6 separate regions of the Sus scrofa genome follow, and regions 1, 2, 3, 4 and 6 are each linked to region 5. Evidence: chromatin contacts called from public HiChIP or PLAC-seq and promoter capture Hi-C data. All regions are on one chromosome and are shown on one strand. Each heading gives the region's core, a stretch centred on a gene start, on an enhancer-like site or on the middle of the called end of the contact. The rest is flanking DNA. Distances are from core to core; before and after follow the strand shown. Region 1 holds the start of LARP1 (la-related protein 1). Region 2 holds the start of GEMIN5 (gem-associated protein 5). Region 3 holds the start of FAM114A2 (protein FAM114A2). Region 4 holds the start of CNOT8 (CCR4-NOT transcription complex subunit 8). Region 5 holds the start of SAP30L (histone deacetylase complex subunit SAP30L). Region 6 overlaps LARP1 (la-related protein 1).

The links. Promoter capture Hi-C pulls out the DNA fragments that hold promoters and counts their contacts. HiChIP or PLAC-seq counts read pairs in DNA pulled down with a chosen protein or histone mark.
Region 1: an H3K27ac HiChIP or PLAC-seq map of alveolar macrophages shows a contact between it and region 5. The contact joins the promoter of LARP1 here to the promoter of SAP30L in region 5. A contact is called at or near these places in 2 of 5 promoter capture datasets (fetal liver and liver), 1 of 47 Hi-C or Micro-C datasets (liver) and 1 of 2 datasets of contacts at active chromatin or transcription factors (alveolar macrophages).
Region 2: a contact with region 5 is called in a promoter capture Hi-C map of liver, with 4 times the contacts expected there. The contact joins the promoter of GEMIN5 here to the promoter of SAP30L in region 5. A contact is called at or near these places in 2 of 5 promoter capture datasets (fetal liver and liver), 3 of 47 Hi-C or Micro-C datasets (alveolar macrophages and liver) and 2 of 2 datasets of contacts at active chromatin or transcription factors (alveolar macrophages and skeletal muscle).
Region 3: a contact with region 5 is called in an H3K27ac HiChIP or PLAC-seq map of alveolar macrophages, with 5 times the contacts expected there. The contact joins the promoter of FAM114A2 here to the promoter of SAP30L in region 5. A contact is called at or near these places in 2 of 5 promoter capture datasets (fetal skeletal muscle and liver) and 2 of 2 datasets of contacts at active chromatin or transcription factors (alveolar macrophages and skeletal muscle).
Region 4: an H3K27ac HiChIP or PLAC-seq map of alveolar macrophages shows a contact between it and region 5. The contact joins the promoter of CNOT8 here to the promoter of SAP30L in region 5. A contact is called at or near these places in 1 of 5 promoter capture datasets (liver), 2 of 47 Hi-C or Micro-C datasets (heart right ventricle and liver) and 2 of 2 datasets of contacts at active chromatin or transcription factors (alveolar macrophages and skeletal muscle).
Region 6: a contact with region 5 is called in an H3K27ac HiChIP or PLAC-seq map of alveolar macrophages. The contact joins the enhancer-like site here to the promoter of SAP30L in region 5. A contact is called at or near these places in 4 of 5 promoter capture datasets (fetal liver, fetal skeletal muscle and liver), 12 of 47 Hi-C or Micro-C datasets (blood, embryonic fibroblasts, fetal skeletal muscle and 7 more) and 2 of 2 datasets of contacts at active chromatin or transcription factors (alveolar macrophages and skeletal muscle).

The regions. Positions count from the first base shown.
Region 1 is chr16:68,449,875-68,453,484 of Sscrofa11.1, forward strand. LARP1 (la-related protein 1) reads right to left here and starts at 1,731. Exons shown (of 19, transcript XM_021076708.1): 1 at 909-1,731. The coding sequence starts at 1,347.
Region 2 is chr16:68,277,824-68,281,219 of Sscrofa11.1, forward strand. It overlaps GEMIN5 (gem-associated protein 5), which reads left to right and starts at 1,398. Exons shown (of 28, transcript XM_013984899.2): 1 at 1,398-1,648; 2 at 2,442-2,602; 3 at 3,307-3,396. The coding sequence starts at 1,483. MRPL22 (39S ribosomal protein L22, mitochondrial) reads right to left here and starts at 1,280. Exons shown (of 7, transcript XM_021076707.1): 1 at 1,184-1,280.
Region 3 is chr16:69,119,782-69,123,024 of Sscrofa11.1, forward strand. It overlaps FAM114A2 (protein FAM114A2), which reads left to right and starts at 1,734. Exons shown (of 14, transcript XM_013984903.2): 1 at 1,734-1,824. MFAP3 (microfibril-associated glycoprotein 3) reads right to left here and starts at 1,772. Exons shown (of 4, transcript XR_001301941.2): 1 at 1,691-1,772.
Region 4 is chr16:68,349,944-68,353,425 of Sscrofa11.1, forward strand. CNOT8 (CCR4-NOT transcription complex subunit 8) reads right to left here and starts at 2,077. Exons shown (of 7, transcript XM_013984900.2): 1 at 1,956-2,077.
Region 5 is chr16:68,708,251-68,711,357 of Sscrofa11.1, forward strand. SAP30L (histone deacetylase complex subunit SAP30L) reads right to left here and starts at 1,702. Exons shown (of 5, transcript XR_308560.3): 1 at 1,290-1,702.
Region 6 is chr16:68,397,555-68,401,124 of Sscrofa11.1, forward strand. LARP1 (la-related protein 1) reads right to left here. Exons shown (of 19, transcript XM_021076708.1): 16 at 1,768-1,912. Among named protein-coding and RNA genes, the nearest start is that of FAXDC2, 40 kb to the left of the region's middle. Within about 2 kb of position 1,532, at least 2 of the 83 cell types and tissues checked have an H3K27ac peak or open chromatin away from gene starts, as enhancers often do. A contact at or near this core is called in alveolar macrophages, where this site is marked.

The DNA.
Region 1 (3,610 bases), core at 481-2,980, 260 kb before region 5:
GCTCCGCGGCGGGCGCCGAACGCCGAGGCCGAGCGGCCGCGAGCAGCCCGAGGGCCGGCGGCGCGGCGCATGGCGCCCAACTGTCACCCGCCCGCCCGGCCCCGCCACTCCCTCGCCCGCCGCCGCACGCCCCTCGCGTCGCCGCATGCCCCCTTACTCGCCTTACATTTCCCCCTTACTGGATCCCCGCACACTCGCCATCCAGAGGCATGGTCTAAAGGCGGAAGGTCCCCGGGAGCAGACAGGGAAAGCACCCAATTCAGGGACATGCTGGGTTTCCTTTCCTCCCGATTCTCCCTGCAATAGACCCCTCAACCTTTCGCCAGTAGCCATTCTACCGCCTAACACTATGTGCTCGAGCAAAAAACTTAACTTTTAAATCCCGAATCCTTGTGGTCGGTATAAACTCGTCGCCGGGTGTTTTGCTGCCCATGACATATGCTCATTAAACATTTACAACATAGGGACAATCGCAACGCCACCAAAACGGACAGCAAGGGGCGAGGTGGGAAGAGGGGGCTTCCCGAGAAATGTTTCAGGCTACAAACAGTCTCCTACACAAACACGCGGTGGGAGGGAAAGGGCTTTTTTCACCGAAACCAGCGCCCACCCTCTCCCGGCGAGGTAGGCCCGAACCACGCCGTTGCCCACTAACCGCTGCGGCCCGGGCGGTGGCTATAGCCTCCCGGAGGCCGGGCCCTCCGGTAGGGACAGGTTCCCGAGCATGCTGGGGGGCAGGGTATGGCGACCTAAATTAAAGGGAGCTAATAAAAAAAAAAAAAAAAAAAAAAAACCCGAGTCACCAGGACCAGTGGCGGACCCCCGGGCCCTGGAGGCCGCTGGGGGAGGGGACGCCTAAGGCCCCGGAAGAGGCCCCCGAACCCAAGATCACAAGCAGGGAGACCCACCTGGAGGAGACTGTCCGTTCACGGTGGCCAGGACCGGCGGCAGCGCGTTCTTAGTCCACGGGTTCACCTTGGGCGGAGGGGCCTCCACGAAGTCTCGGCGCCCGGCGCCCGCGGCTCCCGCAGCTCCTCCGCCAGCGCCCGGCTCGCCGCCGCCCTCTTCTCCGTCGCTGACTGCCAGGCCCTCGGCGCCGGGAGGCTGCGGCGGCCGCGGGCTCTCGCGCTCCAGCTGCCCGGTGCCCTCCTTGTGCGGCTTGGCGTAGGGCGGCCGAGGTCTCCGGGCGCCGCCGTCCGGCTCCCCCCCTCCGACGTCGTTCGCCCCGGGCTCGCCCTTGCCCTCGGGCGGCGGCGGCGGCGGCTTCTTCCTCACCAGCCCCCCGTGCTCTTCGGCCTGCAAGAGCGGGGTGCCCCCCGGCAGCAGCGGCTCCACCTGAGTGGCCATCTGCGCGCCCGCCCCCCCGGAGAAGCCGGGCGCGCCCGAGGCTGCCTCCCCCGCCTCGAACTTGGCTCTCAGAGCCCCCGCGACTCCTTCCTCCGGGGCGCTGGGCCCCAGTGCCTGCGGAGAAGGGTCCGGGTTCACGCTAGGCGCGGCCCCCCTCCCGGTCGGATGCAGCCGCCGTAAATCCAAGGCCTGCTGGCGGGGCGGGGGGGGGGAGGAAGGCCCCCCACTCTGCGGTCCAGGCCTCCTCGGCGCGCGTCCCCCCCGCCCGTTCCTCGCAAGGCGCCCCCACCCCGAGCCTGGCAAGCTTCTCGTCCCGTCCCTCCCTCCCCCCCGCCCCCGGGGCGGCCCGGGCTTCCCGGCTCGGGGGCTGCAGCAATATGGACGGACGGGGGAGAGGCGCGGCGAGCCGAGCTGACCACGCGATCCGCGGCAGGCGGCGGGCGGGCACGCGCCTCGCGACGCAGCGGGCGGGGGAGGGGAGGGCGCAGCGGGGGCGCGCCCGCTAGGGCCGGCCCTGGGCGACGAACGGGCGAAGGCGGCGGGAGCGCGCCCGTACGGCCCCGCGGCCCCGCCCCTCGCCCCGCCCCTCGCCTCCAATTTCTCGGCGCACCTCCGGCGCTGGCTGGTGAGGGGTACTCAGACCCGACGGGGGCGAGCACGTGCCTGATGCAATTCGGAAGGGGGGTGGGGCAGTGAGCCGGGCTAGAGAGAAGGGGTGGTAAAGTGGGGGAAGTGTCTTAAAGAGGTAGCGCGTGAGAGCGGCAGCAGGTGGAGCACATGGGAACCGGCCACGCGGCCGGCTGGGCCTGCTCGCGCTCTTTACGTTGGGTGCGCCAGATTCCAGGGAAGGAGCCATTAATGTCACCCTCGATTTAAGGGATGGTGGAGGGGGGTGCTGCCGGCTCCCTGGCGTCCTGTGGGCCTGGCTCCTCCAAGCCCCGCCTGGGTGACCTTGGGAGAGCCTGTCTCACCTCCGCGGACTGTGCTCGGCTCCTCCCCGCCGCCCCGGCCGGGGACACTGCCCCGAGTTGGATTCGACGCCCGGTCTGGAAGGCGGGCCTTTACCCCTTGGGGGCATCGCGCGCGCCTAGGAAGTGAGCTGGGGATAACCAAGCGCTCCCAACCCAGCCAAGTTCTGAAACCAAGTTTTATGGGCAGAAAATGTCTTTTTTGTCAAGTGGATTTCATTTTTTATAAAGATTGCTTGGGGCAGAGATGAACCAATGCCCGAATGAGACTCAGGAGTTCTGAGATTTTTATACTGACCTTGATCCTGCCCTTTACCAACTCTGCAGTCTTTGGGCCTCAGTTTCCCTACTGTAAAATAAAGAATGGTGTGACAGCGGTTCCAAATTTTAGTGCACATTCAATTAAATAAATATTTACCGTGGAGGTCCTAGGAAACAGAGTTTGGAAATAAACCAGGCTAACAAAGTCCCTATCCTCACGGAATTTACATTCTAAGATGGTGAGAAAGACAACAAACTGAGAAACAGGTGCTTGTCTTGCATCTAAGACAATAATTTACAGTAATAGGTTAGACTAGATTAGTTTCAATGATGAGGGAAAACCCTGAATGCAGATTCCAAAGCATTTGGATCCAGAAATCTGCATATCTAACAAGACCCTTGGGTGCTTGTGGTTCCACACTTCACTTGGAGAAGTCCTGGCCTCTGGCTAGATGGGATCCCACCCGCTTAAGAAATAACCTAAAAGTTCCTGTGTGGCACAGTGGGTTAAAGCTCTCAGGTTGCCAAAGCTGGAGCACAGGTTGCAACTGTGGTACAGGTTCCATCCCTGGCCTGGCATTTCCACATGCCCCAGTTGCAGCCAAAAACAGAAAACAAACCAAAAAACCCATCAATCAAAACCCTGAGTGTTGGGCATCTCCACAACAGGGATTAGAACACACACCTGACAAAACATTGTAAATCAACTATTAAAAAAAAAAAAAAAAAAAGGAGTTCCTGTTGTGGCTCAATGGGTTAAGAACCCAACTGGTATCCATGATGACATGGGTTCGAACCCTGGCCTTGCTCAGTGGGTTAAGGATCTGTCATTGCCATGAGCTGTGGCGGCTGTGGTGTAGGCTGACAGCTGCAGCTTCAATTTTTTTTTTTTTTTTTTCTTTTTCTTCTTAGGGGCTGCACCGGCAGCATATGGAGGTTCCCAGGCTAGGGGTCAAATTGGAGCTGCAGCTGCTGGCCTACACCACAGCCACTGCAATGCCAGCTTCTTAACCCACTGAACAAGGCCAGGAATT
Region 2 (3,396 bases), core at 148-2,647, 430 kb before region 5:
GATCCGGAAAAACTGGATAACACCTCACAAATGGCCTGAAGGGTTAGGAAAACAGAGACCGTGAACAAGCCAATTAACCTGGGAAGGTTTCGGTTTTGTTGTCAGTAAAACAAATAAGTATCCCTATGGCACTGGCTAGTAAAGATCACTAGAGATCATGTGAAAGCTCTTTTAAAGAACATGCAAACTACTAGGTATAAAATAAGCTACAAGGATCTATTGTACAGCACAGGAAATATAGCCAATATTTTATAATACTTTTGAATGGAATCATTACAAATTGTGAATCGTTGTACACCTGAAATTAATATAATATTGAAAATATTTGATAAATAAATGAAAACAAGAGTTCCCGTCAGGGCGCAGCGTAAAGGAATCTGGTTTGTTCCCTGGCCTCGCTCAGTAGGTTAAGGATCCGGCGTTGCTGTGGCTATGGCCTAGGCCAGTGACTACAGCTCCGATTCAACCCCTATCCTGGGAACCTCCATATGCCGCGGGTGTGACCCTAAAAAGCAAAAATAATAATAGTAGTAAAATAAATAATTGAAAATAAAGAACAAGCAGTTCAAATACAAAGTATGATGCTCCAGGTTCACCTCCAAGAGCTAAGAGTTAATAATCGTCAGGCACTTGCTGCCAAATATGGCCAGTAGGCATTTGACTAAATCTCATGTATTCCCCACAGCAATCCAACAAGGCCTGGATTATCATCTTCCTTCTTCAAATGAGAAACAGGTTTAGGATAGGTTAAAGTCTCAGACAACTGGAAAAAAGAGGTCAATCTAGGGTTGGATGCCTCCAAAGTTATGGTCGTACCCACATCCAAATATATTTGACCTCCCTTTATTTGCAGAGATATCTCAAATTTTATTTGCTGGGTATGCCGGAGTTCAAGATACCCAATGCAAACATGCAATAGGGAGTAGAAGAGTGTAAGTACAGAATCTGAGCATTTTAGGATGTTTGAGCTGGAAGGGAACTTCCGTTCTTTTTCCTCCACAGCACTTAACATATAGTCCCTTCACAGAGTTGACGGGTAATCAGATCAAAAGAGTCACTATTCTGCTTTTACTTGAGTATCAAAAACCCAGAGACAGAATTTTCACCCAGTTGCGGAAACCCTTTAAAAAAAATATTTGATGGGATAGGGGTTGAATAGGTCCAGGGAAAAAAGCGTTCTAACCTCTTAATTGCTGTGAGAAGTGAAAAATGCCTAACCCCTGGGCTGGGCTCCAGCCGCCCTAGACGCTCCAGCCGCAGGCGAGGTTCCGCGGCGGAGCGCCGCGCTCTGGACCCCGCCCTTCCCAGCCCAGCGACACCAGTAGCCGAGCCAGCGGTGCGGCCTGGACCTCCGCGCGCGCCGTAGCGGCGGGCCCGAAGGGGCGGGGCTCCGAGTCAACCCCGCCCCTTCCTGGCTACAGCGTGGGGCTACGAAAGGTCTGCGCAAGTAGTTGCTTCCCTCATCCCTGGGTGGCAGTGATCATGGCTCAGGAACCGCGCACGCTGCCGCCCTCCCCTAACTGGTACTGCTCCCGATGCAGCGATGCCGTGCCCGGGGGCCTCTTCGGCTTCGCGGCACGGACCTCCGTCTTCCTTGTCCGCGTGGGCCCAGGCGCGGACGCGATACCAGGGACGCCCCCATTTCGAGGTAATTCCCCACCTCTTGGCCCCAGCCCTCTTGCCCTTCCTGAGTTCCCTGCAGGCTCCGAGTGGGCATTTCTAGCCACCCCCATCTCTTTAGATGAGGAAACTGAGGCTCGGGAAGGAGAAGGGTCTCCTTACGGCCAACTAAGCTGACTCGCGTCCCAGTCTACAAGGCTGAGCTATACACCACGCTGTGGCCGAGCGGTCCCGCCTCCTGGCGCTCTCACGTGGATCCTCTGCTTACTGAAAAGTTAACCCTGTCTCTTTTCAGATATTTAGAACATCTAGGCCTTCCTCCCCAACCCAGTGCGTGCGGGCCCCCTGAGAGCTCCTTGGGGTTGAGGGCTGCCTAATAGCTGCACGCCTTAAGGGAGATCTTGCAAATTTATGATACTAATTTCTGTAAGATGAAGGACTTGAGCCGGATGCTTTCAGGCTCCAACCCAGGTTTTGCTTATGCCTTAGGATATGGGATGCCAGATATTTATTCTGTTCCAAACGATGTCTGGCTAGATCTAGATAAGAATCTCTTTTACTTGCTTCCACTGAGCTGCTCCTCAGTCTGAGAACTGGGCATATCAAGGGATATGAACAGCATTTTATAGATTTGAGAAGACTGAGGCCCAAGGAGATAAAAAAGACATGTCTAAACCCAGGTAAAGGCAGTACCAGCACTTGGGGTCTCTAATTGTGAGTTCTTCCATGGGCTAAGTGAAGTCTCAATCACCACTTAACAGTAAGATTCTGCCAAGGAAGCTTAGGTAGCACTTTAACCTGGAATCTGATTTTGCTTGAAGTCATAGGGGAGTTGGTGGGACACACCGAAAGGGTCTCTGGCTTCACATTTTGTCATCACCTGGGTCAATACAACCTCTGTGCCACCAGCTCTGACGATGGGACTGTGAAAATCTGGGATGTAGAGACAAAAACAGTTGTGACCGAACATGCACTCCATCAGGTACCGTGGCTTACTAGTTTCTCAGGCCATTATTATATATCTGCCAGAGTTCTCTTGCTTCAAGTATAGTTTTGCTAGCTTATCTGTGCAAGTAATTGTTTTCGTTCATTAGATAAGCTCTATATGGTAAGATACTTAAAAACTTTTCTGGAAGGAGGTGAATATAAATAAGAGGTCAGCAAACTGCACTGCTGCCTCCTTTTCCAAACTGTTTTACTGGAATATAATCACAGTTGTTCATTTAAGTACCTTCTACAATTTTAAGTATTGGCTGCTTGCATGCGACAATGGCAGAGTTAAGTACTTGCAACAGAGACAGTACGGCCCACACAGTCTAAAATATTTACTCTCTGGTTCTTTACGTGAAAATGACTCCCAATATAAACTATAAGTGAATGAAACTTGTTTCCAAACTAGGTGATTAATTGTATATCTGCTTTTTGAGAGAATGTAGGAAAGGAAAGAACTCCTTTTTAGTAAGAACTTTGCATTAATCTATAAAAGGAAAAAAAAAAATGTAAATGGTCCTTTGATCCCCAGTAGCCTAAATTCTCCTATCATTTGGTTATGATGTAGTCTTGCTATACAAGTGGAACTCACAGTATATATTAAGTACCTGTCATGTGCCTAGCATTGTACAGGTTAAAAACTAAAAATTTAGCATTGACAAATAAGAAGCAAATAATTTTTGTTTTGTTTTAAAGCATACAATATCAGCATTGCATTGGTCTCCTCGAGTAAAGGATTTAATAGTATCTGGAGATGAAAAGGGAGTAGTTTTCTGTTACTGGCTT
Region 3 (3,243 bases), core at 484-2,983, 410 kb after region 5:
ACGCCGGATCCTTAACCCACTGAGCAAGGCCAGGGATGAAACGCGAGACCTCATGGTTCCTGGTCAGATTCCTTAACCACTGTGCCACGATGGGAACTCCGGGAAAATATTCTTCATAGAAGTGCTACTTATGTTAACATGTAATTCATTCATCATTTAAAATACATTAATAACTTTTTTGAAAGTTGTTTTGATATCTAAAATGGCATACTGATGACTGAAGCTATGCAAAACCTCTTTGACATTCTAAATAAATTTTACAAGAGTCAAAGAATCCTAAGACCAAAAAGTTTGAACTTTTTTTTGCTATATTATCAGCAGTATTTTAAAGATAAGGTTAAGACGTAGTAAAGTGGCTTACTGAGATTCAATTCTTCTCCCCTGCCCCTTGCTTTTTAGAGCGGCACTAGCGGCACAGGGAAGTTCCCAGGCTAGGGTTCAAATCAGAGCTATAGCTGCCAGCCTACACCACAGCCACAGTCACGTGAAATCCGAGCTACGTCTGTGACCTACAGCACAGCTCACGGCAATGCTGGATCCTTAACCCACTGAGTGAAGCCAGGGATCTAACCAACATCCTCACGGATCCTAGTCAGGCTCATTAACTGCTGAGCCATGAAGGGAACTCCCGAGATTCAACTCTTGAACCCCCAATTCTATGCATTTTCCATTACAATAGAAAACCAGAGAAAAACACCTACTTTATACTTAATGTTTTTGGGTTTTTTGGAATAGGTATTTTTAACATGCTCCCAGGTGATAATGATGGCCCTATATTTAAAAAGACACCATTGGAAGCAAAGCAAACAACCCAAAGGGTTTTAGGAAGTGACAATTATTATATACAGACATTAAAACGATAATTCTGAAAGCATTAAATCGAGTTGGAAGACTTGAGTTCTTAAAAGGCCAGGTCCTTTCACCTCTCTGGGACTCAGTTTTTCACATCTGTATAATGAAGGCACCCCCAGTGAGGTTCTGGCTGTCAGTTTGGGTTTCATGCATTCTCCCTGCTCAAGGGCAACTGAAGAAATACATCTTTCTGAAGAGGGGTCAGGAGTGGTTTAAAGTCATAAATCTGAACATGTCACTTTTCTGCACAGAAACCTTCAATGCTTTTCCACTGCTTTCCAAAAAGTCAAAATCCTTATGCTGGTTCGTAGACCCTACAAGATTTGGCCACTTTAAGTCTCCGGTCTCACCTTCCTCTTTTCGCTCCACTCTCAGTAGCCTTTTTCCTTTTCCTTGACCTGGCTCAGTTTGTTTCCACTATACGGGCTTTGCACTCGCTATTCCTTCTGCCTCTTAGACTCTTCTGCAAATCTTCATTAGGTTTACTCCTTCGCTTCGTTTCGTCACTTTATCCTGTTTCATTTTCTTTAAAGCATTCACTATCATCCTAGATAATCATGTTTGCCGACTTGCTTATGGAAGGCCTCCTCCACTAGGACGTCAACTACTTGCGAGCAAGGCTATAGTCGCTCGTAAACCAGGGTATCACAAGCGTCCAGAGTGGTGCCTGAAGAGGAACTCAGTAAACATACGATGGCCGAACGCTTGTAGGCCAGGCTTAAAAAGGGCAGCGATACCCCAGCATCCTTCACGTCGTACCCCGTCCCATAGGTTCAAACCCACGCCTCGGCACGCCCAGGAGCTCCCCAGCAGTGACCCCGAACGAGCCCTCACTCACCAGACGGGTGCGGAGCTTCTTCCGGCCCGAGAGGCTGCTTGACCCGGAAGTTCTCTCGGGTAGGCGAGGCCGTCTCCTCACTGAAGGAGGACTTCCGGGGCACTAGGAGCGGCCCCTCGGCAGCTGTGGCAACGGTGAGGGAAGCGGCGGGTTGCGTGTGGGGCTTCGCGGGAGGAGGCTGGCGGAGTGTGGGGTTCAGGGGTCGCCGGAGAAGGGGAGGGAGAGGCCTGGGGCTGGGAGGCGGGCGCCTCGCGGTGGGCGCTGAGGCTGCGGAAGCGCCTTGGTTATTGAAGCGCAACGCTTGTGTGGGGAGTTCTCGTCAGGAATTCTTAAGTCGGAGAAGTTAGGAGCGGAGCTTTACTCTAGATCTCCGTTTGGCACCTGTTCTTGTAATTGGGAAGAAGGCAGAGCGAATTTTGTTCGTCTAGAGACAAATCGTGGTTAATAACGATAGTAATGATCCGCACAACCACCACGTACTAACGGCGGCTGTTACCCGTGAGCGTTTTTGTGCCAGGCTCTGTTCCGAACCCCTCACACATTCAGTTTCGTCTTTCTCGGAGCCTTGGCAAGTGGTATTACTCGCACCATTTTACAGATAAGAACACGAGAGGCGCAGATAGGTGAACGAACTTTCCCGAGTCAGTGCAGTACAGAGTTGGGAGAAAGTCAGCCTAACCACAGAGCCCTTTATGTTATTTATTATATATAACGTATTCTCTATATGGTTTCTTGTTATGTGTTGTAGCTTGGAGAGTGTAAGGAGAGCCAAAAGGTAACTTTTTAAAAGTGTGTATTTACTCAGCTACACAAGAAGTGGATTGAATTTTGTGCAAGCACTGTGTAGTCTTTCCTATTAGGCCTCTGGAATAAATGGGGCAGAAATTGTTTAAAATTAGCTTTCAGTCTCCAGAGCTTGGCATATAACAGGTACTCAAAAAATGTTTGCAAGTAAATGAATGAATATTTCAGAGTTGTTTTGTATGTCTGTAAGTAGTTGTGTCCAGATTATTTTTTTCCTATGTGTTTTGAAAATGTATAATGTATGTATACGATGTATGGTTTGATAACTAGGATCCATGATGTTATATAAATCTGCTTTTCTTCCTTATGCTTTCCCATTATTTTTCCTGCTGTATTAACTACTCTTGGCATCTGTCTGTATTCCACGTTGTCATACCAGACCTTTGAGCTTTCCTTATGTGTTGTTTCCACACCCTTGAATTCTCTCACTGACATCTTCATCTGTCAAAATCCTAAGTGCCCTTTTAAGGCAGGTGTTGCATGTTCAGATGCCCATGGGGGGTAATCAGGTAACCTAAATGAGTCAGGTGGATTTGGGTGCCGATTATGAGGAACTAGAGAGCACTACCCTATCTAAAAGATATCAGCAACTATTTGGCATGAGCTAGTCAGTAAGTCAGATGTGGGCCGGTTGTTGGCAGATCTTTCAGTTTTACAGTGTAAGTTAGAAATATCTATTTGTATACAAAGTTTCATTTTTAAATGTTAGCAGTTAGTATTAAAAAAAATTTAGGAGTTCCCGTTGTGGC
Region 4 (3,482 bases), core at 827-3,326, 360 kb before region 5:
GGGCAGACGGGCTGCGGGGCAGACTCCCCGGGAGCTGTAGCAGCTGCCCCGACCCGACGTTCTTCTCACCCTGCCCGGGATCCGCTCCTAGAACCAAGCGGCCTAGTGAGATGGGCGCCCTCGTGCCCAGAGCGACCTTACGCACCACCCACCAAACAATCTGGTCGTACCACTCTATCCATCCGATCCGCCCGACTCGCCTGCTCTCTTCGCGTCACAGCAAACGCGCGCGCCTGACCCTCTCCGCCCCTCCCCTTCTGCGCGCCCCCGGAGACTCTGTCCGTGTTCGCTCAGCGCGAGAGCTCGCGAGAGCGACGCGCAGGCGCAAAACCAAGAGCGAGTCGCGAAAAAGGCGGGGCGGGGCAACCTCGGAGGAGGCCTTCGGAACCTTGCCTCCACCCACCCCAAGCCTACGCGCGATTAGTTGCGTCGGTTCAGTTCAGTTTGAGGACCGCCCCTCCATGTCGGTTCCCCTTCCGCGCGCTCGGGAAGGGGCGTGGTCTAGAACTAGCCCATCCCCGCGGGGGGCGTGCCTTGCTAGAGCAAAGGGTGTGGCCCGTCTGACCAAATACCCTAAATTACCAAAGTCCCTTCCTCCCTTCTTTGAAAGACCGTTAAAATCGTTGCCGGGAGCGAAGTTGGGGGCAGGATCGCTGGGGGAGCTCCTGACCCCCTTCCTTCTGTACTAACGCGGCCCCACTTACAAAACTTCTGCCTTAAGCTTCCTTTCCGGCAAACAATTGTTTGTGGGTGGGCCAGCACCCCCAAACCGAGTCTGGGTGACGTCCGCCGAGGCCCGCCTCCCTCCTCCCACCCTCGCCGGTTTGGGCAGCCAGCATTACCATAGCAGCCAGCCCGCTGGGGTTTGCTCGGGTAACAAAGAAGACGCTGCCCGGTGGGGGAGGCACTGGGCCAGCGCTGCCGCCCTCCCGCTTTCGGAGAACCTCCGAGACCTGGCGGACGCTAGGCGAGCTCGTGGGATCCTCCATACGAGAGCAGTGGTGCCCCGGCCTCGCTTAGCAGTATCCTTTTAGCCCCCACCTTCCCTCCGATTCACTGTGAATCCTATTTGAGAAGAGAGCTCTTTGCCAACACCTGTCCTTGGCAGTATTTGACCAGGCGGGGAAGGTTCAGCGCTGCCTCGCGTTCTCCAGCTGTGGGAGAGAAGACAAAGCGCTGGTTTCCCGCACACAGCTGACAATTCCAGGCCGCCCTCAGTCACCGGCTCAGAAACTCCACTCTATCCCTGAGGGACGGTGCAGCAGACTCCGCAGAGCATGGCTCTAGTTACACTCCTAGATGCCTCCACTCGAAGGGGGCTGCTGATAAGTGGATTTCAAATTCACCCCCGAATCACTGCGCCTTTCTACGTTTAAACATTACCTCCTAAAAGCAATCTCTAAAACCCCACATCCGTTTCCCAGGCTGGAGGCAGGGCAAGCCTTCATCGGCAATTCTAACCTAGAGTCCCAAAGGCTAGTCTCCAGGAAAGTGCACTCCCAACCCATCAAATGCACCTTCTGAACACGCCTCCTCTTCTCCCCTCCTGATGAGTCTGTTTCCTTCTCCCATAACATAGAGATATGAGTAACAATCTCACACAATGTCTGTGTTAATACATAGGAAAACCACACCGCACTAAGGAAGATATATAAGTGTATTCAACCAAGAAATGTTCCTAGGCGTTCCCTTCGCAGCTCACTGGTTAACGAACCATGAGGTTGCGGGTTCGATCCCTGGCCTTGCTCAGTGGGTTAAGGATCCAGCGTTGCCGTGAGCTGTGGGGTAGGTTGCAGACGCCGCTCAGATCCGGCGTTGCTGTGGCTCTGGTGTAGGCCAGCAGCTATAGCTCCGATTGGACCCCTAGCCTGGGAACCTCCATATGCCTCAGGTGCGGCCCTAGAAAAGGCAAAAAGACAAAAAAAGAAAAGAAAAAAGAAGTGTTTCTGGCCTGCCTCAGTTTGTCATCCGTGAGATATCCAGTCTGTGTTAGTGCTGCAGACTTAATCATTCTGTTCAGCAATACTGTGCCGAGAAAGCAGGCAAGACGCTCCTTTCCCCCGTCCTGTGAGTTTCTAATGTCCTTTCATACACTTGTAATTACTTTCAGGAGAGGATAGCCCTCTGGGGATCTAGTCATGTGAGGAACAGCTTGTTTTTTCCTGCAGCACTGGTCCTGGTGTCTGCTGAAACAATCAAACAGGAAACACACTCCATCTCCTACCCCACAATACCCCCTCTCCCAGAACTGTGTTCATTTCTCAGGTTACTGAAGGTAAAGGTAAAATGAACACACTGATCGCTTGTATTTCCAGAGAACTTGGAGTATTTGTGGAACAACGGATTTTATGTTGCACTTAGGCTATTGCAAAACTGGAACAATTGTGTAAACCGCTGATGGCAGGGAGAAGCACCAAAGGAATCAAAGGGTAGGTGGAAAAGAACATAGTCAATAATATAATTTCACATTTTAAGGGAAATGCAGCGACACTGGATCCTTAACTCAACCTGCTGCGCCACAAGGGAACTTCCAAAACGATTGTTTTTGAACTACAGACTATGGAAAGTAAGGCTTGAACACATCTTCTCAGCTGGGGGAGTATAGGTATAAAAAAACAGAAACATTGGTTGCAAAATGGGTCTCTGTAAGAACCAGGCAGGCTGATATCCTTAGCTAGACAAACCTTTCTATTATTACCAATTCTAAGTAAATCTAACAAGGTACATTTCTTAAGCTAGGAAATGTGTAGGAAAAGCTAAAATACATATTTGTGTTTGAAATATTTTGAAAGTGGGGCAGAAGGTAAATGCCTCCAGGCATATAATACCACTCACTCCATGAGCCCAAGTTTCAAAACTCTTTTTTTCTTTCTGCTTTTTAGAGCCGCATCTTTGGCATATGGAAGTGGGAACTATATTCTTTTCCTACACCAGAGCCACAGCAACTCAGGATCTGAGCTGAGTCTGAGACCTACATGACAGCTCACAGCAACACTGGATCCTTACCCAGCTGAGCAGGGTCAGGGATCAAACCTGCAACCTCATGGATACCAGTCAGGTTCGTTATTGCTGAGCCACAACAAGAACTCCCTCAAAATTCTTTTTTTTTTTTTTTTCTTTTTGGCCACACCCTTGGCATATGGAGTTTCCCAGGCTAGGAGTCAGATTAGAGCTGTAGTTGCTGGCCTACACCACAGCCATAGCCACGCAGGATCTGAGCCACACCTGCGACCTATACCACAACTCCTGGCAACGCTAGATCTTTAACCCACTGAGCAAGGCGAGGGATCGAACCTGCATCTTCATGGATGCTATTCAGTTTTGTTTCCGCTGAGCCAGGACAGGAACGCTCCCCTCAAACTTCTTTACATTCCTTAGAGTAATGCTGACATACCTAGATGCCTATCAATTGAGTAATACCATTGTTACAGTGCCCTTGGCCTCAAGCTTAGCCAGGGTCAGTCGCCTTATTTAATGTTGTT
Region 5 (3,107 bases), core at 452-2,951:
TCAAGGCCACTGTAGGGTCTAGCCAGTCGTTCACGCAGATGAATTACTTTCATTCATTTATTCATTTACTGATAGAGATTTGTAGTAAGAAAGCGATCAACTCACCCTCAATCATTTAAAAATAGCATCTTTCCATTCAAGAGTTGCAAATATAATTGTTAAAAAAAACATGGGGGATGGAAGGGAAGAGTCTAGAAGAAAGGGCAGGGAAATTTTTTTTTATTCATTAAAGATGTAGTTATGCATTGGGCTTGCAGGTAAATCAGACAATGGAGTTAAGAAATTAACCAGCCTCACAGGTGCTGTGTGACTTTGGCACCATCACTTCCTATCTCTGAGCCTCAGTTTCAGTTTCAAATCAGAGGTGGACAAGTGAGGGTGCTTTCAGTTTAAGGAACAATCTCTGATCCCCCCAAGAGCGAAGACACTTTGGTTCTAGAAGAGAATGGATGTGAAGCACTTAGCTGGTCTAACCCGAATATTAAATACCCCTCCAACTCATTTCCAATTCCTAATCACCAGGCAGACACAGAAGACTTGCAGCAACAGATGTCAAACTAAAAAGTTCTCAATTGGTTGACAATAGGCACATCTTTAGAATAGTTAACTGGTGAAGTGGAGGAATCACACAGGAAAAGTTTTCTATTCAAATTTAAATTACCCACCCCACCCTCCCCGGCATTTCTAAAGAAGTGAACCCTATAAACATGGATTTTCTTCCTTGCAGTCACTTCGACTGCCAGAGCCACCTCCCAAGAGCAGGTCTCGGCCTTAGTGCTGCCACATCCTTGAAAATCCCATTTCTCCACCGCAGCCTGCGGAGCGGCGAGCCTGGTGACCCTCTGCGGCAACCGAGGCCGCCGCATACAGGGAAGGAACTGCCACCTTTCCGTTTTGGAAGGAATCACAGGGATCCGGGAAGAAGGGAGAAGTTGGAGGAGAGCCGGCTCCCTTCATCACCCCTCCCTCATACCTGCTCCTTCAGGGGCCAACGAAATGAAGCCACCTCTTCCTGCTCCCATATCTAAACCAAATAAACGAGCTAAAAACTGGTGTCAGATCCTCTCGGGCGGGAAGGGTCCTCCGAGCCTCCCGCCACCAACCTCCCGGATTTGGGCAGAGCCCCAGTTAGAGCTCGAGCGGCCTCTGCAAGCCGGAGTCCAACTCCTCAGCGTGCAGATAAAGGGCGGCGAGGCCCAGGGCGGGGAGGGCTCCCGAGTCCCGCCCGCAGCCCCGGGCAGCGGCCGGAGAGCGGCCCGGCGCGGGGGCCCAGGCGGGGGTGGACTCACGCTCTTGTCGATGTCCAGCTTGAGTTTCTTCTGCGAGATGCTCTTCTGGACCCTCTTGCTGAAGGAGGCGTTGCCCGCGGGCCGGACGCAGCGCTCGCCGTCCTCGATGAGGCAGCAGCTCTGGCCGTAGCCCGGGGCGGCGGCGGGGGCGGCGGGGGGCCCTTCGCGGCTGTCCTCCTCCGTGCTAAAGCCGTTCATTTCCCCGCCCCGGGCCGGCCCCTCTGGGGGAGGGTCCCCCGCAGGCCACTCCGCGGCCGCGCTCCCCGCGGGGCAGGTCGCCGAGGCCCCCGCTCTCGAGGGTCCCAGAGTCCGTCTCCAGGCGAGGCGCTGCCCTGCCCCGCGCCAGGGAGGCCCCGCTCCGCTCCGACGCGCTCCGGGTCCTTCGGTGCCCGGCCCCGCGTCTCCGCCGAGCCCCTTCCTCTCCGCTCGCGGCGCCGGGGTCGGCTCCCGCGGCTCGCAGGGCCCCGCCGGGAGTCACCCGGAGGCGCCTTCTGCCGGGGGCCCTGAACCGTTACCCTTCGGCGAGGACGTCCGAGAGAACGTCCCAGGAAGAAGCCGCTCCCCGGGGACCCCGGGCCGGGGCTGCCAGGGGGTTCCGAGGGCCCCCGCCGGCTCCCGCCTTCTTTCGGCTGCTGGGCAAACTCGCCACTGGGCAGCTCTCCCGGGGTGGCGCGGCCTCCCCGCGCGGGGCCCGGCCTCGAACCCGCGGCGCCCGGGCCCCGCGGAGCGTCGAGCCCGCCCCACCCCTGCAGCAGCTCGGCTGCGCCCCGAGTCCCGCGGCAGCCCCTGGGCCGCCTGGCCGCCGCCCGCCCAACGCTCCGCACCACAACAGTTCGCTCCCCCCGCCCTCCGCGGGACAGCGGAAGTCCCGCCGCCGCACGCCCATTGGTGGCTTTCTCTATCTGGGCGGGGCCACCGCCGCCGCTGGCGCGTCCCATTGGGCGCCATCACCGCCAGTCCCCGGCGCCTGGCTACTTCCTGGACTCTGCTGGGATGGGTTCAAAGTAGAGAAAGTGGAAAAGGGAAGAGTTCCCCGGGTGAGGGAGGGGAACCGGGCCGTAGACTCTTCGGGCTCGGGGAGGATGGTGAGCAGGGTCCCGGTTGGACCGAGGGCCCGACTCTGGAAACAGAGGATCACTTCGGGAGCGGACAGAGTACAGACGTGGGCGGGGGCACGGAGGGACATATACACGGAGGGCATGTGAGGGGGGACCTAGAGGGAAGAGAGGTACTGTCATGAGAGGGACAGACTGGGCAAAACGGAAGGACCAGGGCCTGAGGACCTGCAGAGCGGCAGGAGTTAGGGTGCGTGAAACAGGACAGAGGACAGCCATGGCGGGAAAGACAGGGGGACAATCGGAGCAGATACAAGGAAAGACGTGCGGAAGAGGTGAAGGTGGGTGGGTGTCTGATGGCGGGTCTTGAAAGATAGTCAGAAGCTTGTGGGTGGCGGACCCTCTCCCACTGCGGAGACAGGGACTGGCTGGGTCTGCTCGGAAAGAGGAGAGGGGGAAAGGAACCCGAGGGGCTGTGGTGACCCTTCCGCTGGGAAGAATCGGAAGTCGAGATAAGGTCTAGAGGGTGGACTAGGCGAACCGCGGTAAGAGGAGGAGCTGCGGAGGAAAATGCAGAAAGGATGGGCCAATCTCGGCGAGAGGAAGTGCTTGCTGTATTTTGGGCCCTCCCTGGAGCTCTGTAAACTGTAGCTCCTATGGCTTTAAGCCTCCGGGTTTACCCGGGAGGTGACCGCGCCCTGAGGAGCCCCAGTGCGTGGGGTTCGGTGCTCAGGGCGTCACACACACCCAGCGCCGCAGGAAG
Region 6 (3,570 bases), core at 282-2,781, 310 kb before region 5:
ACTAGTATCCATGAGGAAGCAGGTCTGATCCCTGTCCTTGCTCAGTGGGTTAAGGATCTAGAGTCGCCGCAGTGTGTGACTGTAGGTCAGAGAGGCTTGGATCTGGTGTTGCTGTAGCTGTGGCATTGTAGGCTGGCAGCTGCAGCTCCAACTTGACTCCTGGCCTGGGAACTTCCAGATGCCGTGGGGGAGCCACAAAAAGCAAAAGGAAAAAAAAAAATTTTTTTTAACTCTATTTTCTAAACTTCCAGCAAAAACATGGACTGTCTTCTCTAGGAAGACAAAAAAGTTAAATATCTTAAAGACACAGAAAAACGCTCATTCTTTTAAATGATAAATAAGACATAAATAAAAAAGGCATTCAATGCATGATCTAAATACACGAAATACGACTGAACATTAACACTGGTTGTCTCTGGACTGAAGGGCATCTTTCTCTCCCAGCTCTTTCAATATTGCTATCCCTTTACAAACTGCTTACAGAGAGAACATTTTACTTGGGAGGAAAAAAAAAGTATCTTTTTAAAAGTTTTTTGTTGTTTTAAAAGAGCAAAATATTGGAACCAACTCAAGTGTCTATTAGTAGGAGACTGGTTAGGAGTTTCTTGGAGGCACAGAGTTAAGGATCCGGCATTGTAACTGCTGTGGTTCAGGTTCAATCCCTGGTCCCAGAACTTCTGAATGCCATGGATGCAGCCAAAACACCCTAACAGTCTATAATTAAGTAAATTATTGTATATCCATACAGTCTAAGACCACAGGAGCTATAAAAAAGAAGAAGAAAGTTATTTATACATGGATATGGAATGATCTCTAAAATAGAGCAATGGAGTTCCTTTGTGACACAGCAGGTAAGGATCTAGTGTTGTCATTGCAGTGGCTCCGGTCACTGCTGTGGCTCAGGTGTAATCTTGATTGCTGGCCGAGGAACTTAGACATTCCGTGGGCACGGCCAAAAACAAATAAATAAATAAGTAAAAAAGCAAAAAGCTACAAAATAGTATCCAAAAGAGACCATCTTTTGTGTAAACAAAAGGGGTGAAACGTTGTGTGTGGAAGACTACATAGGTCTGCCCTCGCCTACATAATAAGCAAAGTACTTGCATTTTTAAATTTTGTTTATTTATTTAGAAACTCCTGGGCCAGGAATTCCTGTCCTTGCACAGTGGAAACGAATGTGATAAGGAACCAGGAGGTTGCGTTCGACCCCCGGCCTCACTCAGTGGGTTAAGAATCCAGCGTTGCCATGAACTGTGGTTTAGGTCGCAGACATGGCTCGGATCTGATGTTGCTGTGGTGTAGGCTGGCAGCTATGGCTCTGATTAGACCCTAGCCTGGGAACCTCTACATACTATGGGTGTGGCCCTAAAAAACAAAACAAAACAACAAGAACTCCTGGGCCAAGGAGCCAATCCATGCCATAGCAGCGACCCAAACTGCTGCAGTGACATGGCTGGATCTTTAACTCACCAAGCCACAAGGGAACTTATAAAGCAAAGTTCCCTTTTTAGAGAAGATCCACAAGATTCTAACAGTACTTGCTGGCTGTGGGAAAAGGAACCAGCTGGCTGGGGAACTAAGATGAGGAGACGTCTTACTGTGTAACCTTCTGACCTCTTTGAGTTCTCAATCATGTAAATGTAGTACCCACACAAAAGTAATACATTTTTGAAATAAAGAGTATGAAGCATATACACAATAAATTTCCAATTATACTTCTGGAAGCAGACCCAACAGGGACCCCTCACCACCCCTGATCCCATTCACCTGTAGCCTTCTTTGGCATCCTCCAGAGCCAGCTGCTTGAATTCCTCATACATCTTCTTGTTAAAGTGATCTCGGAGGAAGAAAGACCAGAAGCGGAAGAGAGTGTTCATCTCCTGAGACTGGCCAATGCCTAAGCGTTTCCGCTCTGATGGGGGAGGAAGAAGGAAAGACTGTGTTAGGGCTGGACTGCCTGTGCTATGGGGACAAATGATCCTGGGACTCAAGGACATCAGTCCTTTCTCCTTCCCTCACTCATCACCTGCCCCTTAAGTCTTTGGGAAGGTATTTACTGAATGCTAAGTACAGTGTGTCAGGCCCTGCTGCTGGGCACTGGGCACTCTGTCTATGTATAGCTGGATCACTTTGTTGTACTGCAGAAATTATCAAAACACTGTAAGTCAATTAAACTTCAATACAACTTTAAAAGCAAAACAACAACAACAAAATTACAACTTAAAATAAAAACAAATAATCTGGTTAAAAAATAAAGATCTGAATAGACATCTCTCAAAAGAAAATATATAAATGGCTCAAAAGCACATGAAAAAATGCTCAACATTATTAGCTACCAGGGAAAGGCTAATAATCAAACCCAGAAGAAGGTATCATTTGGCATGGGTTTGACCCCTGTCCTGGCAGTGAATTAAGGATCTGGTGTTGCTGCAGCTGTGGCTTGAATTTGACCTCTGGCCTGGGAACTTCCATATGCCACAGGTACGGCCAAAAAAAAAAGTTATTACTGCACACTCGCACACACCAGCAGGATGGCTATCCTCAAAAAGATAAACTATAATAAGTGTTGGTAGGACATGGAGAAATCAGAACCCCCAAACACTGCTCTTAGGAATACAAAATGGTGCTGTCACTTTGGAAAACAGTCTTAAAGTTCCTCAAAAGGTCAGAGAGAGTTACCCTATGATACGACGCAGGAATCTCACTCTTCCGCCCAAGGTAAATGAAAATGTGTGTTCCCACAAAAACATCTATAGGAATGTTCACAGCAGCATTATTCATGCTAGACACAAAGTAGAAACTCAAAAAGTCCATCAATAAAACTTACACACACACACACACACACACGAAGAGGGAAGTAAGGCAGATGAACCAAACATTTTGTAACCATATTTTGCTGAGTAAAAAGGTGGCTGAATGACTTAATAACTGTAAGTGAGCACTAAGGTTTATTTTGAGCCTCCTTACAGACAATATGACAGAAACCTGCAGTTAAAAGACATCTCCTTTTGGGATGTAAGAAAGCAAATGGGAGCATCTAGACAGGTTCTCTCCTTACACTCTCATCTGGAGCAGAGGTCAGTAATCTTTTTTTCCTAAGCAGCTGGAGAGTTAATATTTTAGACTTTACAGGTCACATACGGTTTCTGCCATAAATTCTCCCCTGTCCACTCCCACAACCACTTAAAAATGTAGAAACTGTTCTTAGCTCCAAGGCTATACAAGCATAGGCCGCTAGCTGGATTTGGTCCATCAGCCACAGTTAGGCAACCCCTATTCCAGAGAATATACGCTGCTTCAGGCATACCCACCCTTTTGTGATGGAGAGTGGACCACACTCAACAATGGCTGAATCAGCAGCCTTAACAGAAACAGGAGAACGCTAATGATATAAAACATAAAGATTTTTCCTATCAATAGAGAAAGATCAAGAACAGGAATGCGGAATGTTCTAAGCACCAGATTCTCTGTACCTCCTGTATCCCAAAGCTACCTGGCCTGAGCTGAACTTCATTCCTTCAAGCTGTAATGTCATGTCACTTTTTGCTATGAAGGCAGAGAAAAGTCACG